Regions from separate parts of the Mus musculus genome. Here region 2 is linked to region 1. The links are chromatin contacts, called in public Hi-C maps. All regions are on one chromosome and are shown on one strand. The core of a region is the stretch at or near the end of the contact, and the rest is flanking DNA. Distances in the headings are between cores, read along the strand shown.

Region 1 (5,105 bases), core at 1,487-3,986:
ACATGTAGGAGGCATGGATGCTCGTGACAAACTGCTATGGGCTAATGACTATGGAATCAGATTCAAAGATACTAGGTCATTAAGTGTTCTTAATTTTGATAATGTTAGAAAGAATTTAAATGCCTTTACACATAGGTTTGCAGATATTTAAATAATATGAAATAGTTCAGTGTAAGTGTAAACTTAGTGCATTTGCATGCCATACCAGCTCTCATAAATATAATGAAATAAACTGTAATGGTTAAATTTATATTTGCTTTCCTTTTATTGCTTAGACTCAAAGAAATATCTTAAGTTTTTTTTTACATTTGAAAATAATATTTAAAAGCAGACTATTAAAACTTAATTGCCTCAAAACCTTAAGAGGAGAAAACTCTTCAGACATAATTACAACATCCATATTTAATGATGACCACAGAAACATAAATATGAAATTATTAGATGTTATTAGGTTGGGCAGCTGAGATGGTAACCAAATAAACAAAAAATTTGGTAGTCTAATTTGTGGATTCCAGAACAGGAATGATTAGCTAATATATTTAGCTAATGACCCTAAGGTCAAGGCTAAGATGGAAGCTGATCAGATTTGTAGAAGTCTGTGGCTGACATTAAGGGCTGTGAATCTCTGTATTTGTACCATATCTTCAAATGAATAAGCAACGCCTAGTGAAGAATAAATACATACCTGTCATTGAAAGTAGCCTTGGGAGCTAAAGGGATCTGCAGCCCTATAGGTGGAACAACATTATGAACTAACCAGTACCCTGGAGCTCTTGATTCTAGCTACATATGTATCAAAAGATGGCCTAGTCGGCCATCACTGGAAAGAGAGGCCCATTGGACACACAAACTTTATATGCCCCAGCCCAGGGGAACACCAGGGCCAAAAAAATGGGAATGGATGGGTAGGGAAGTGGGGGGGGAGGGTATGGGGAACTTTTGGGATAGCATTAGAAGTGTAATTGAGGAAAATACATAATAAATAAATAAAAAAAAAGACCCCCCCCAAAAAAGAAAGTAGCCTTGACCAATTTAAAAGACATAAATTTCTAGCTTGAACACACCAGTGCCAGTCAGAAAAAATCCTTTCCAGAACCAGGCACACACTGGTAAAGACTCAGTGTACTTTGGGGCAGGTGGTCTTCATTTATATACAAGGAATTTCCCAGTTAAGCAGGATCATAGCTTCCACAGAATTACTTGTCTCTTTCTTGCTCAGTGTTTTCCACTTTTTTCCAATTCTTATGGATGGACTCAGGTCATTAACATCTAACAAGATGCCTTTGGCAGGGAGACCAGGACAGCTCGAGAAAGTCTTTTCTCAGGAGGACAAATGATACACATTTATCCTTTTGATGAGGAAAGAGATAGACACTCCAATTCTGTTTGTCTTCCTCCATTTGATTAAGGAGAAAATGACTCCAAATCTCAACTCCAAGATATCAGATGTTCCAAAGTATGTTATAACTATATGAAGCACCACCATGATGACAAATACAATGGATCTCCTTGCCTCTGACTTTATTAAGTCAGTGTTATGACATGCTCAGACAAACTATAAATTAGCCATCTTTGCCATCAAATCAAATTCCACTTCTCTGTGTAGTTATCCATGATGCAGAAAAAGAGGCTGAAGTAGTATTGCCTGGGCAGTATTTATTACTAAAGAATCCAGATGAACCAAACTGCTGACAGGTATTTTAGGCTGAGGCTGATGCCCTAGGCTCAATTTCAAGTCTATAGCTTTCTGCTGCGACCTGTATGTGCATATGTATCAAGGCAGAACACTAGTTCTTCTGTGAGATGCCTCATATCTTGAGCATCCCTGACTCACCGGTTGGTGCTGAAACTTCTGTCAAATCCTGATTGAAGCTGCTATAAGCCACACATTTCCAGATGCAGTTCTCCCTTGAAGTGTATGGTAAAACTTTCAGAGATTTACAAAACTACGCCTGAGCCAGGAGTTGTCATCCATTCCAGAGACTGACTAACAAGACCATCCAATGGCATTTCCACAAAACTTGATGTTCAGTAGAGGAAAATTCATGTAGAAGGCCATAGCATTAAGGTGACATTTAAAAAAAAAAGTTTATATAACAAAGAGTTATTGCAGTCTTCTGTGATAGGACTACGACGCTGTGGGTATTGGATGGACAAAATATGACAGAAATCACTTCCCTGGAGAGTGTGCCATCCTGGAAGAGTCTCTGACTTTAGGTTAAAGTCTAACTTCTTTTCATAGGACATGTGGAGCCTGAAGCAAAGCACCTTGGGATCACAAGGCCTGATTAATGGCCTCAGCTGATTTCAAAATGACTGACATCTTTCTTGATATATATTTCATGAAACATATCCAGGTCTGATTACCAAGATGAGGATTCTAGTCATAGTAAACTAGTTACACTTCCATGAGCGTCATACTCTTTTGCTTCTGGAACTGTGAAATTGCTTTGAGTACTATTTTGAACTCACGTATCCAATCCTTTTCCCCTAATAGGAGTATTCATTTCCTGGGCTGCTTACTGTCTCAGGTGTCAATGCTTGGTGAGGCTTTTCCCAGTTCTCAAGTCTGTTGTGTCTGTTCCAAATGCCCCCACAGCACTTTTTTTTCTCGCCATGGTTATCATACAAAACTCATCCCTTGTAATTTCCTGTTTCCTTCAAGTTTATGTTGCTTGAAAAACTGTAGCTCATTAGGGGAAGTGGTTCTATAATGTTGTCATTATCTCTCCAGACTCTGGCTCAGTGCCCAGGTTCAGAAAGGAGCTTAGAAATATTTTTAGACTATGAGAGTATTTGTCAACATCTGGGAATAGCAACTTTCAATGAAGCAAGTGGAACTTAGAAAAGTGTATTCTACAGACTCATTCTGATGCAAGCATGTGTTGTCTATTATCTCTGCCTGTCAATTGATTTATCAAGCTATCATCTATCCATCTATGTATCTATGTATTTTCTTTCTTTCTTTCTTTCTTTCTTTCTTTCTTTCTTTCTTTCTTTCTTTCTATCCTCTATCCTCTGTATAATCTATCCAATATCTATCTATTATCTATGTAATAGATATCAATTACATGACTACCTCTAACATTGACTTGCTTACCAAATGTCATCTATCTACTACTGAACTTAAAAGGCACAAAGTTATTTAAGGGACATTTGAGGATTTGTTCCATATAAATCTGCCACTCTGACAAAGTCTATTTTCCTAAATGCAGCTTCAAGAATGTATATCCATTCCAATGACTCTTAGAGAAAATTAACAGTGTTCTCTGGATATTAAAACCATCTCTGGGACTAACTGGTGACCTGGGACAGGGGACACTCCTGGGAGTCTATGGAGTGATCCTAGCTGAGGCGCTTAACAGCTGGGGATATGGAGACTGAAGTGGCCACCACCTGTAGCCAGACTGAAATTCTAGTGGAGGGAGGGGCACATTAACCCATTCATAAAACTGTTGGCTCCCCCCCAAAGAAAATGAAAATAAAGAAATGTACATATCAGACAATTTAATTATATGTAAAATACAGTATTTGGTCTAAAAAAAGCAACTTTGACCCCAAATTTGCCCTGCTTACAAGATGCAAAAGGACAAAGATGAAGCAGAGACTGAGGAACAGGCTAACCAATGGCTGGCCCAACCTGAGAGCCATCCCATGACAAAGAGCCAATCCATGATATTGTTTATGCTACTCTTCTATGCTTGAATATAAGAATCTAGCATAACTGTCATCAAGAGGCTTCATCCAACAGAGTATGGAAACAGATGTAGAGATCTACAGCCAAATATCAGGTAGAGCTCAAGGAGACTTGTGGTAGAGTGGAGGATAGCATTGGGCAAGCCAGAGCAGAGCGGTCAAGGACTCTACAAGAAGACTCACAGAGTCAACTAACCTATGCCCATGGGGGTTCACAGGGACTGAACCACCAACTAAAGAGCATGCACAGGCTGGACCTAAGCCCCTTACACATTTGTGACAGATGTGCAGCTTGGTTTTCATGTGGGTCCCCTAACACACTTAGTTGCCTGCCATTGGATCAACTTTCCCTGCCTGCTTGGTTCTCAGTGGCAGAGGCTATGCTTAGTCCTACTGCAAATTGATGTCCCAGGGCAGGCAGGTACCCAAGGGGTTGGGGGTTCCCCTCTTCTGAGGAAAAGTGGAGGAGGTAATGGGTTGGGAAGATTTGTGGGGGTGGGACTTGGTAGAGTAGGGAGGGGGAAGCAACCAGGATGTAAAGCGAATATATAAATAAATAAACACACACACACTGTATATATAATTGGAAAGTGTTTTGACCAATATAATGTGGCAACAAAGATACAATTTCATTACAGTGTGTGATCTGAATACGAGGATTTCCCATCATCTTTCTCCCTGCCATCTCTGTATCTGTTTGTCATTTTCCTTATTTTCTGTTCTTCTCTCTGTTTCATGGCACATGTTTAGAATATAAACACAATAGTGGTGTGGAATCCCACACCAGTGTTGGAGCCATCTGTAGGGGCTCTGGCTAGTAAGTCTACCTCTGGCATCATCGGACAGGTAGAATCCAGTGTGGAACCTGTGAGCGGACAAGGGCGTAGATGACTCTGTGTGTTACCTTTAAGTCTTCCAGCTAAGGCCTTTGACATAAAGGAGCAGAGATAAGTCATCCTTCAATACACTGTGAGCTTCCAACTCACTGAAATGATAAAAAATAACAAGCGACTATTATTTTAAACATTAAACTTGTGGGCTGAGTGGATGGCTTCATTGCAAGCATGAGGGCCTGCTTTGTAATCCCAGTGCTCAGTGGGAAAATACAGGATGATCCCCGTGGCTCAGTGGCTGTCTAGCCAAGACTTCTTGGCAAGTTCCAGGGCATTAAGAGATCCTGTCTCAAAATTTAAAATGCGGAACAGCACCCAAGGTTGTTTTCTAGTCTCCACATATGTAAATGCACACATTGTGAACACATAAACCTCCTACATATATACACATGAACACTACTAAATTAACATGATGCTCATGAAATAGGTCGCAATACATTCCACAAAGTAATTCTCTTGTCTGTCATGTTTATGATGGATTGGTTTCTTTCTGTACTCAGAATAAGCTTCTTTACA
Region 2 (5,105 bases), core at 1,816-4,315, 280 kb before region 1:
CTGATGGCCAACTAGGCCATCTTCTGACACATATGCAGTTAGAGACACGATGGGGGTTACTGGGTAATTCATATTGTTGTTCCACCTATAGGGTTGCAGACCCCTTTAGCTCCTTGGATACTTTCTCTAGCTCCTCCACTGGGGGCCCTGTGATCCATCCAATAGCTGACTGTGAGCTTCCACTTCTGTGTTTGCTAAGCCCCGGCATAGTCTCACAAGAGACGGGTATATCAGGGTCCTTTCAGCAAAATCTTGCTAGTGTATGCAATGGTGTCAGCGTTTGGAGGCTGATTATGGGATGGATCCCTGGGTATGGCAGTCTCTAGATGGTCCATCCTTTTGTCTCAGAAGGTGGACTCCAGAAAATCAAATAACCCCATTAAAAATGGGGCTCAGAGCTAAACAAAGAATTCTCACTTGAGGAATACCGAGTGGCTGAGAAGCACTTGAAAAAATGTTCAGCATCCTTAATCATCAGGGAAATGCAAATCAAAACAACCCTGAGATTCCACCTCACACCAGTCAGAATGACTAAGATGAAAAATTCAGGTTACAGCAGAGGCTGGCGAGGATGTGGAGAAAGAAGAACACTCCTCCATTGTTGGTGGGATTGCAAGCTTGTACAACCACTCTGGAAATCAGTCTGGCGGTTCCTCAGAAAATTGGACATAGTTCTACCAGAGGATCCCGCAATACCTCTCCTGGGCATATATCCAAAAGATGTCCCAACCGGTAAGAAGGACACATGCTCCACTATATTCATAGCAGCCTTATTTATAATAGCCAGAAGCTGGAAAGAACCCAGATGCCCCTCAACAGAGGAATGGATACAGAAAATGTGGTACATTTACACAGTGGAGTACTACTCAGCTATTAAAAAGAATGAATTTCTGAAATTCCTAGGCAAATGGATAGACCTGGAGGGCACCATCCTAAGTGAGGTAACCCAATGACAAAAGAACTCAAATGGTATGTACTCACTGATAAGTGGATATTAGCCCAGAAACTTAGAATATCCAAGATAGATACAATTTGCAAAACACATGAAACTCAAGAAGGAAGACCAAAGTGTGGACACTTTGCCCCTTCTTAGAATTGGGAACAAAACACCCATGGAAGGAGTTACAGAGACACAGTTTGGAGGATGGCCATCCTTAAGAACACTCTGGGTAGGAGGTGTTGGGAAGGGTGTGGGACAAAGGAGAACTTGCACATGGTTTGTGGAAAGGCAAATTCATAAAGCCATCATAAAAACACGATCGAGGCAGTTTGAAAGCAGAATTACCGCATGATCTGCCAGACTCACTTGGGGGTTGATACCCAAAAGAAATAAAATCAGCCCATTAGAGCCATCGAACTCCCATGCTCACTGTATTCCTTTTCACAATGGCCAAGGGGCAGATACAACCTCTCAGTGATGAATGTGCAGAGAGAATGAAACATATACAGAGAGCATAGACTATGCCAGTCAGTCACTAAGGATTCGCTCCCTCCCAAAAGGGATCAAATGGATGTAGCTGGAGACCAGTGTGATCTGTGATATGAGAAAGACCCCGCCCGAATGACAAGTGCGGCATGCCCTTAGTATCTGTGGAGTGGTAAGAGTTGACCTCACAGGAATTGAAAGGGAAATGATTGTCAGAAGCTGGAGAGAGAGAGTAAGAGAGAGAAGCTATGGGGACAGGTTGATCAATGGGAAATAAATTAGTTAGGTAGGCGCAAAAAAAAAAAAAGTTCTGGCAGAAAAGAAAACAAACAACACCAATGAAAACCTCAAGAGAAAACCCAAGCAAACATACAAGCAAGCAAGAATGAGCAAACTGTCACAAGCACAAGCTCTGGTCTGCTGTTGAACAGTGAGGTATAGACAACAGCAATAGATTATACATTTCAAAAACCCAGAGAACGGATTTAACTGCTTTTACTGTAAGTATATGATGTTATTGGAAAGCCCTTTGTCAGTAAAATTCTTGCCATACAAGCATGAGGGCTTGGGTTTGGATCCCCAGCATCCCCATAAAAATCAGAGTATGGTGGTGCAGGCTTGTAGCCCCAGCCCTGGAGATGGAGACAGGAGGAGCCCCAGAGCTTGCTGGCCAGATCATCTAGCCAATCAGAAATGTACAGGCTCAGAGAGATCTTATCTCAAAAACTAAGGTGAAGGCCAACTGAGGTAAGACATCCAAAGTCAGTGTCTTGCCTCTATGTGCGCATGGACACCCATGCATGCCCCCCTACACACACATACACAAAAGAATCGATCAGTGCTTGAGTAGAGGGATATAGTTAATTAATTTCAACATTGTACATGTGTACTTATGCCAAAACATCACTATCCCATCACAATATGTGCCACTTAATGTTTTTATACAGTCATTATAAATCAACATGGTTAAACGTTTACAACTTTTGATAAACATCATTTCTTTGTTCTTTTAGAGTAAAATAGCAGCCAGAGCTCTTGTTTTCCAGAAAAAACACCATTACGTTGATCAGTCTCCTTGAACAAGGTAGTGTTGGTTGCAGCCCTGTGGGGACCCACAGAGTGGAACTGAAACTGCCTCCAGCCACTGCTGGTCACATCTTCAGAGATCTTCGCTGACTGGCGGCGCCATTGTAAGCCCCATGACTGACCTTGTTACAGAGCCACGTGGCTCAGAATCTCCAGGTTTTCTGATCCTTGGACGCTTTATTTCAGAGTGTGTTAGAGTCCTCCAGAGGAACAGAACTGGGCATATGTATGCATATATGCACGCGTGTGTGTGTATATGAGAGATGGGGTGGAGGGGGGGGGGGGAGAATGTGAGCGTATGTGGGGGAGTGGGAGGAAAGAATAGAGGGGGAGGGGCGTGTTATTTACTCATTACAGTGGTTGGTTCACAACACTGTGGAGGCTGACAGGCCCTGGGAGAAACAGTTGATAAATCGGAGACCCAGGGATCTCTTGGGTGCAGCCAGGAAGAATCTGAAGGCTAGAGAATACAGACTCAGTGCTGAAGCTCCAACCCAAACCCTGGCAAGACTGAGACCCAGGAAGGGCGGAGATTCTCTACCCTACCCTTACCCCCAAATCCCTTCTTGCTGCTCAAGCGCAATGTGGAGGAAGAACTACCATCTGTCCTAGAGTGCCTGCTTCTGACTGGGTAAGAGTTACTCATACTGGGGCGGGTGTTAGGCCACACTCAGTCCATCAATTGAAAAAAATCATGTGTTTAATTTTGTAGCAGTCTGAATTGCTGACCTGGGGCGGGGTGCTTGCTTTTCGGTTTCCTTTCTCTGACATCTTCTTTCCTGTGATACTATTGAGCAAAACCTGATGAGTCAACCTCTGTGTGACCCTGGTTTCAGTTCGCAGCAAGCAGCTGGTGTCTTAGAAGCTCAGCGGCAGGAACCGCCCGCACGCCTAGGTTTGTTCACTTGGGGCACAGTCTTTATGGAAGCCCTTTTGAAGATGGCGAAAGTACAGGGATTCAGGTTTCCCTAAGAGGACAGTGGTCACAGCCTGCTCCCTGGCTCTCTCTCCCTCTTCCTGTCATTGTCCTGGCTCTGTACTCCCCAGTCCTTATGGAAGAAAAGGAAACCAGATTTTAACAAAGGTGATAAAAATAAAGATGACCGAATCACTGCAGAGCTGATATTTTTATGTCAGTCACAATAGAAAGAATAAAGTGTAGTGTTCTTCATTTCCAGTGCAAATGAGTCATATGTTTGCACACGTGTGTGTGTGTGTGTGTGTGTGTGTGTGTGTGTGTGTGTGTTTGTGAGTGCATATGCAGGAAAATAAATTTAGTTAAAAGCATGAATTTACTTTGAATTAAGTTTTGCATTGTTAGAAGTCATGAGTCTGTGTTTGCTTTGCATACATATGTGTCCCTTCTGCATTCTTTACCGATTCATTAAAATTTGGGTGGAATTTTACAGGTTTGCAGAAAATAACTGAGTCTCCAGACTACAAAGTGAAGAATAGGGACCAATGAATGAATGCCTGGCTATAAAACCATCTGGGGTGCAGTCAGTTCGGCACAGTGTTTTGTGAGACCTGTTTGAGGATACTCAGACGTCTGATAATCCATCAGAATTATTATTCTACCTTCAAGAAAGGTACTGTGGGTGGCTCTCTCAGGGGCATGCAATAGTGTGGTGTTGAGTCCTAGTTAACTATGGATGGTTGAGGGATTATCTGCAGACTGAGTCCTAGTTAACTATCAATGGTTAAAGGATTATCTGCAGCTGGATACTTGATAAAAAGAGAATAAAACGGACTTTTGCTTATTTAAAAACAAATTTACCCTCTAAATAGTCTATGCAGCAATGCTTTTTGTACTGGAAGCAGGCAGAATAGAAGTAAGGCGTGTTATGATAATTTGAGCTGTATGTAAACTTACAATGGTAGTGTAGCTCATGCGGAATATTGGTAGGGATCCTCAAAGGAAGGTCAGGGTTCATCCTTTTGACATTGCCACATCACATCGTCAACTTTTTAAAAAGTCAAGTCCTTTTCCTTCACCAAAAGTTTCTTCATTGAGTTTCAAGGAAATTTCTTGTACTGTTTATAGATTTAGTTTGTCATCTATTTCTCTCTGCACACATGAGCGAGATTGTATGGCTAGGTGCTCATCCTCCTCAACTCTACAGTTGAGTCTGTTCAGTATCCTGATAGGATTGGATGGCTTCATGGTCTAATCACTTCACTGTGTCCATTCTGCTATTTAGTTCTTTAAATGAATTTCCTGCTTTGGTGATGCCAATGTTCCCTCACTGTATCAAAATACATGGTGCTCATCACCTTATGAAGAGAAAAAGGTTCTGTTGCCATCTCTAGTTGATGTCCTGATTTGCTCACCCTGTTTCTTTGGATCGGGAAGCAACATCACGTAGGGAGCGTATCATGGACCAAAAATGCCTTCACATGAGTGGCTAAGGGACGAGTCAGTGAACAAAGAGCGCCAGGGAGTTGGAGTCTCAGGGTCCCCCTCAAGGACATACCTTCAGTGATCTGAAGCTGTCCCTCTAAAGTCCTACTTTACAAAACTCTACCCCCATTTATCAATGTTGCCCTGAGGACTAAGCTTTTGGCACATGGGTCTTTTAGGAGCCCCTGGGAT

The links. A called contact is a pair of places that touch in the nucleus more often than the background predicts.
Region 2: a Hi-C map of bone marrow-derived macrophages shows a contact between it and region 1, with 3 times the contacts expected there. The contact joins the promoter of 4933432I03Rik here to the enhancer-like site in region 1. A contact is called at or near these places in 1 of 39 promoter capture datasets (pre-B cells), 1 of 484 Hi-C or Micro-C datasets (bone marrow-derived macrophages), 1 of 115 datasets of contacts at active chromatin or transcription factors (acute myeloid leukemia) and 1 of 9 other capture datasets (liver).

Annotation. Positions count from the first base shown.
Region 1 is chr14:102,746,467-102,751,571 of GRCm38.p6, reverse strand. No RefSeq gene overlaps it. Among named protein-coding and RNA genes, the nearest start is that of Gm41234, 46 kb to the left of the region's middle. Within about 2 kb of position 2,736, at least 18 of the 459 cell types and tissues checked have an H3K27ac peak or open chromatin away from gene starts, as enhancers often do. A contact at or near this core is called in bone marrow-derived macrophages, where this site is marked.
Region 2 is chr14:103,031,763-103,036,867 of GRCm38.p6, reverse strand. 4933432I03Rik (RIKEN cDNA 4933432I03 gene) reads left to right here and starts at 3,065. Exons shown (of 3, transcript NR_045657.1): 1 at 3,065-3,143; 2 at 3,922-4,101.